2 separate regions of the Oryza sativa genome follow, and region 1 is linked to region 2. Evidence: chromatin contacts called from public HiCAR-type data. All regions are on one chromosome and are shown on one strand. Each heading gives the region's core, a stretch centred on a gene start, on an enhancer-like site or on the middle of the called end of the contact. The rest is flanking DNA. Distances are from core to core; before and after follow the strand shown. Region 1 has its middle 16 kb from the start of LOC107279290. Region 2 has its middle 11 kb from the start of LOC112936978.

What was found. HiCAR-type assays count read pairs that join an accessible place to other places.
Region 1: a HiCAR-type map of leaf shows a contact between it and region 2, with 2.9 times the contacts expected there. The contact joins two enhancer-like sites. A contact is called at or near these places in 2 of 15 Hi-C or Micro-C datasets (leaf and panicle) and 1 of 4 datasets of contacts at active chromatin or transcription factors (leaf).

Annotation. Positions count from the first base shown.
Region 1 is chr11:10,154,108-10,157,183 of ASM3414082v1, forward strand. No RefSeq gene overlaps it. Among protein-coding and RNA genes, the nearest start is that of LOC107279290, 16 kb to the left of the region's middle. Within about 2 kb of position 1,309, at least 6 of the 15 cell types and tissues checked have open chromatin away from gene starts, as enhancers often do. A contact at or near this core is called in leaf and panicle, where this site is marked.
Region 2 is chr11:9,990,086-9,993,162 of ASM3414082v1, forward strand. No RefSeq gene overlaps it. Among protein-coding and RNA genes, the nearest start is that of LOC112936978, 11 kb to the left of the region's middle. Within about 2 kb of position 1,571, at least 8 of the 15 cell types and tissues checked have open chromatin away from gene starts, as enhancers often do. A contact at or near this core is called in leaf and panicle, where this site is marked.

The sequences.
Region 1 (3,076 bases), core at 59-2,558, 160 kb after region 2:
GATGGCAAGCCAATCAGTTGATTCTACGATTTGCAATTCCTTCCATATGTTATGATTTCTTCCAATTAGCGAGGATCATACTCAATATGATTCCATCCAAATTATACCGGGACGATCCACTTTCCGAACCGGCGTGATGCAGAGCGATTAATTCCTTGTATTCGTATACGCGTACACACTGCATATGGCAAGGGATTCTCTAGACAGAGCTACATTGCCTTTATATTTCTTGAGTTTCTATGCAAGCACGCACATGGTTTTCCATGCAAGCAATCCAAGCGATCCACTGCCGGCAAATCACGTGATTAGCATCCTCTCTAATGACGATGCTCGGTGGCATGCTTCCATTTAGATTAATAAAAAGAAAAATTCAAGCAATACCATGAGCATATACACGTCTGTATTCTAGGCACTGGAGCAGATATTGGCACGTGTCACATAACATTCATACATATACGCTCGTGTATGCTAGATTGTACCATTAGTGATAATTAATCACTAATTTATTATTATACTGTTGTTCCCGAGATTAATATTTTGATGCACCCTATTTCTAACAAAATTAAAATTAGAGAAAAGGTGTACAAAATATCATCGAACAAAATGTCCCCTCACCAAGTTAAATTCGAGCGTGGAGCGGCTCGGAATTAACTTGGTGAAAATTTTCCATTTCCTGAGGAACAATAAATTAAGTACCACAGCATTTTTTTTAATCTCATAAGTGCAAGCAGAGTTCAAGCACTGAATGAACAACCAAGACGAACTTGGTGGTTTTTCTATGTTGAAGAAGCGCATGTTGCTGCCGCCATACTGCTTAAAAGACATTTAATCCCTTCTAGCATATCTCACGGTAGCTGTAGATTATGCCACCAAAATTTTGCAATAAAGGGCTATATGATTTTTCACTATGGTATCACTACAAGAGATCTTATGATAGATGATGCTTCATTTACGTCGTAAACATTAAATTTTTCGTCACGTTTCGTAATCTGTGACGCTCGCGTGACGAAAATTCATTCGTCACTTATTATGCGTCTCTAATGGCGTTCAACGATGAAACCTTATTTTTCCTCATTAATCTAGTGACGATCATTCTGTCGTCATAACTTTGTGACTCTCATATTCGTCATTATCTAGCTAAAAAACGTCATAAAATATCTGATGGCCCATTAAAATCCATGTATTGAGCACCCTATTTATAGGCTTAGCCCAATGGCAAGCCCGACTAAAGTTTAGCCTGGCCCATCTATGTTGTAGCATATTTTCAGCCCAATTCTATTGTATCAATTTGCTTTAATATCAAATAATAAATGGGTCAAGTCCATTGTAAAAGCCCATATAGGCCCAAACATGTACCACACCATTTTCAGCCCGTCATATTATATTCATTTATATTAATATCAAATAACAAGTGGGCTAAGCCCATATAAGCCCAACAATCAAACACAATAACAACCCATATAGCACAACCCGACAAACATCCAATATAACACAAATCTTACAACCAGGTAACAGCCAAATCTAGACACATTCCAAATACAATCCCAGGTTCATATGTAATATTAATCATGGTAGCAAAGCTGTAGAAAATGTAATTAAGAAGGCCACATTTATGGCAAGGAAAATTCAGTCACATCTTCCATCGCTAGGAGATACAACCTTGAAGCATGCATCAGGCCTCGGTGATAGCACATAACCTGAGCATATAAAAGCAGTTTTGTAAGACATCGTGCTCAGGAAATCAATCACGATGCAATCTGTTTTTGTTAAATCTCTTCCAGATTATGAATGGTGTTTGATTGATCATAAATAAGCCATATTGGAAGCAAGTATGGGAGTTGCGGCTAGAAGATATCAACTTTTTGGCAGAGAAATTTAGGGTTTACTTCGAGGCTTTTTGTTGTTTGGTGTTTCTCTAGATCCCAACAGTCAGACCGGCATTACGCGAGCGGTATAACCAGCCAGTGGTCTAACCGGCGTTAGGCAAGTGGTCAGATCAGCGGCGGCAGTGCGCAACAGGCATGTAGGAGCAAGGCGTTGTATCCGTCGACAACACTCTGGTTTGACCATAGGCTTCTATATGGTCTTACTGACATTGATCTTGCAACCAGCACAACTTCATCAGGTTTGAGAGTAACTTTCAATTTCCTTAAACATTTTCGGTTTTTGATGATATCCTACCATTCACCTCCTCTAGTAGCTTAATTCTTGTAATTCGATCCTACACATTATGTTATAATTTATTAAGGACACGACGTATCTTCACATCAATTGAGTACGAAAAGATCAATAAACTTTTTTGTTTGGTTGATGTTCTCTAGAGTTACTGATTACCTGTAGCGCCCGTTCCGTCGTGGCACCTAGCGGGAAAACTGGAGAAGTTAAGGCTGACCGTGGTATAGTCAGGCGTCCCTGCCAGCTTGACAGTACAGCCTACCCTAGAGTCGCAAATCCGGGAGGCTCAGAAGGACGACGAAGGGATAAAAGAGTTAATAAAAAGAATACAGGAGAAGAAAGACACCAATTTCTCCATAGACGATCAAGGCACAGTTTGGTGCGGTCCACGCATCTGTGTACCGGCCAAGAAGGAGTTAAGAGATCTCATCCTAAAGGAAGCTCATGAGTCCGCCTACTCCATTCATCCAGGAAGTACGAAGATGTACCAAGATATCAAGGCATACTTCTGGTGGGCTGGAATGAAGCGAGATGTCGCAGAATACGTAGCCTTGTGTGACATTTGCCAAAGAGTCAAGACAGAGCACCAGAGGCCAGCTGGTCTGCTACAGCCCCTACCAATTCCCGAGTGGAAATGGGAAGAAATCGGAATGGATTTCATCACCGGTTTGCCAAGAACCCCTAGCGGGTACGACTCCATCTGGGTAATCGTGGACCGACTCACGAAATCAGCTCATTTCATGCCAGTGAAAACCACCTTTGATGGGAAGAAACTAGCAGAACTCTACATGACCCATGTCGTATGTAGATTTGGCTGTCCCAAGAAGATTGTGTTAGACCGAGGCACTCAGTTCACCTCAAGGTTCTGGAAACAGTTGCATGAAGCCTTCGGAACCGATCT
Region 2 (3,077 bases), core at 321-2,820:
CCGGAACCGAGCGATTCCTCATCATCCTCGTCATCTTCATCATCTTCCTCATCGGACCGACATCCACGACGAGCACATGATCGCTGACAACCCACCGCTCCTGGCGGCAGGTGTAGAGCTTTCACTCGCTCTCTACGAGAGGTTCGATGGCCTGAGAAATTTCGACCGGGAGCAATAGAGAAGTACGACGGAAGCACCAACCCTGAGGAGTTCCTTCAGGTCTATTCCACAGTACTCTACGCTACCGGAGCAGACGACAACGCATTGGCGAATTATTTGCCGGTGGCGTTGAAATGATCTACATGTTCATGGCTAGTTCACCTCCCGCTCTACTCGATTTCTTCATGGGAAGATCTGTGGCTGCAGTTCGTCGCCAACTTCCAAGGAACATACAAGCGCCACGTGATCGAGGACGTCCTACACGCGTTGACTCAAAATCCAGGCGAATCATTGAGGGACTATATTCGGTGCTTTAATGAGTGCAGAAATACGATCCCCGAGATCACCGATGCTTCCGTAATCTGCACGTTCAAGTCTGGTGTCCGAGATCGCTACACTACGCAAGAGTTGGCGACAAGACAGATCACAACTGCTCGTAGGCTATTCGAGATTGTCGATCGATGCGCTCATGCGGATGACGCCCTGAGACGCAAGAACGACAAGCCGAAGACGGAGGGAGAGAAGAAACCAGCCAAGGATGCATCTAAGTCAAGCAAGAAGAAGAGTCGCAGGAGTGGGAAAATGAAAGCTCAAATAGAGGTCCTCGCTACAGAGTATGCGGACCCACCCAGGCACCCAGACCCACAAGGCGACAATACGAAGAAAATATGGTGCCCTATACATAAGTTGGACAAGCACTCTTTGGAGACTTGTTTCGTCATCAAAAAGGCGCTCACGAAGCAACTAGCATTGGAGAAAGGCAAACGAGTACGTGTAGTCGAGAAGGCCGCAGAAGCAGCTACTCAGGACTCAGACTCAGCCTACCCAGACTCCGACCTCCAAGTTTCACACATCTTCGGAGGTTCCTGTCACTTCCTGATTTTCGTCTTAGGATTTATAAATTATTTAATAAATTATTATTAGAATTTATATTAAATGTTCATTAATTTACAAGTGAAGTTAAGTGTGGGTAATAAAATTTCCGAAATATGAAGCATGGATGGATTTAATTTTTATTAAATTATCCATGGTTAATTATACTTTTTGGAATTTTCTCGGATTTTTCGGAGCTCAATTTCTAATTTTAATAATACAAACAACATTTCAGTAATTATCCACATTTTAAATTAATCATTATATGGTGTGATTATAATCTTGTTAAGTACTTTGAGTGTCGAAGTATTTACAGGATTTTTCTTGAAATTATTTGAGCATTGGAAGTATTTTTAACAATTCAAAGATCATTTCAGTGATTAATTTAATTGGAAAAGTAATTAAAATTCCTCTTTTCCTTTTCGGGCCGAAACAGGAAAAGTCCTCTCTCTTTCTTGGCCCAATCTCCTCTCAGCCTGTAGCCCCTCTCCCACTCTCTGTCGAAGTCTGCTTTGTGTCCCTCTTTCAATCGGGCCAAGAAGTAGAAGCCCATCCGGAAGTCTACCTTTCCTCCCTGTCGCTACAGTGGCATCTTCAACCTCCAGCCGGCTGGAGACAGAGCCCGATGCCGCCATTGCCGTCGATTTCCCCTCCAAATCCGGTCTCCTCTCTCGTGTTATTTCAAAATTAGTTGAGAGGAAATATTCCTCTTATCCTGCTCTATCTTTTCCCCCAAGAATCGGACTTTATCCCGGAGAAATCAATGCGGAATCGAGCTCGATTCGTGTTTATCTCTCCAAACTAAACCCTAGAAAACCCCGGCTCCGATTCTCTCGTTGTTCGATCGATCTCTCTCCCATGGCTATAAATAGAGTCCCCTCCCTCTCCTCTTTTCGGCTGGCACCTCTCCCTCTCTCCGCCGTCGCTTGTAGCGCCGTCACCGCGTTCATCTTCTCTGTCCACCGCCGGCAGCCGCTCCAGCCGCCTCGGCCGTCGACGACCTGCGCCGTCGCCTCTCCCGGGTTCGCAAGGAGGAGCTGCACGCCGTCCACCCCTGGGTCGAAGCCAAAGCCTGCCGTAGCGCCACTGACGCCGTCAAGCCGAGCTCGTCGCCGCTTCGATCTCGTCGCCGGCCGTCTCCCGTCGTCGTTCGTCGTCGAGCCGCTCCTCAGTGGGTTCCCGCGTCGTGGTCGTCGCGTTGGTGCCCTCCGTTCTCGCCGCCTTGACCTAGATCGCCGGTGACCGTGATGTCCCGAGCCTCTCGCCGGTGATGACGTCATCGATGATGTCATGAAGCCCTTTTCCCTTCTAAAAATAAATCTTAAAATCAGTTTAATCTTGTAAAATTCATAACTAATTTATATGAAGTCGGAATGAGGCCGTTCAAGTCTCTAAATTCATCTAAAATCATGATCTACATGTTTGTTTACTTTTTATGTACTGTTTATTTGGTTTTTATTAGTTTTTTTTGCTTCGTTTTACGTGTTAGCTTGTCGTTTCCATCGTTGCGAAGGTTCGTGAGTGTGTCGGAAGAGATTCAGATGACTAATTGAAGACCGATTATTGCAAGGCAAGTCACACAGATCCTAAACACAATTCCTTTGAGCATGTTGATCCTATATTTAAATTCTCTATTTATTTCAACAGTGTATTTATTTTCGAATGTCACCGGGTGGTGTGAACCTATTCCCTTGTTATGGCCAGTTTGCATTGATTACCCTATTTCTTGATACCTTGGGTAATAAATTGATTAGCTTGAACCTTATATATTGGTTTGGTTCAGGTAAAAGCTATATATATATATATATATATATATATATATATATATATATATATATAATTGCTTACCCATGCTTAGAAACATTAGTAAATGATTGGGATAACTAATGTTACACTATCACTTCTGGTTATATTTAATGGTTTCTCACGATGGTCAGTCGTGATTGGTTAATTAATTATTGCCAATTAAAACTTGTCAATGGTGGGTTGTGAGCACATGGTTTTGAAGGTCGTGCTCATGACAAATAAGGATCGGTTCGTGAGCT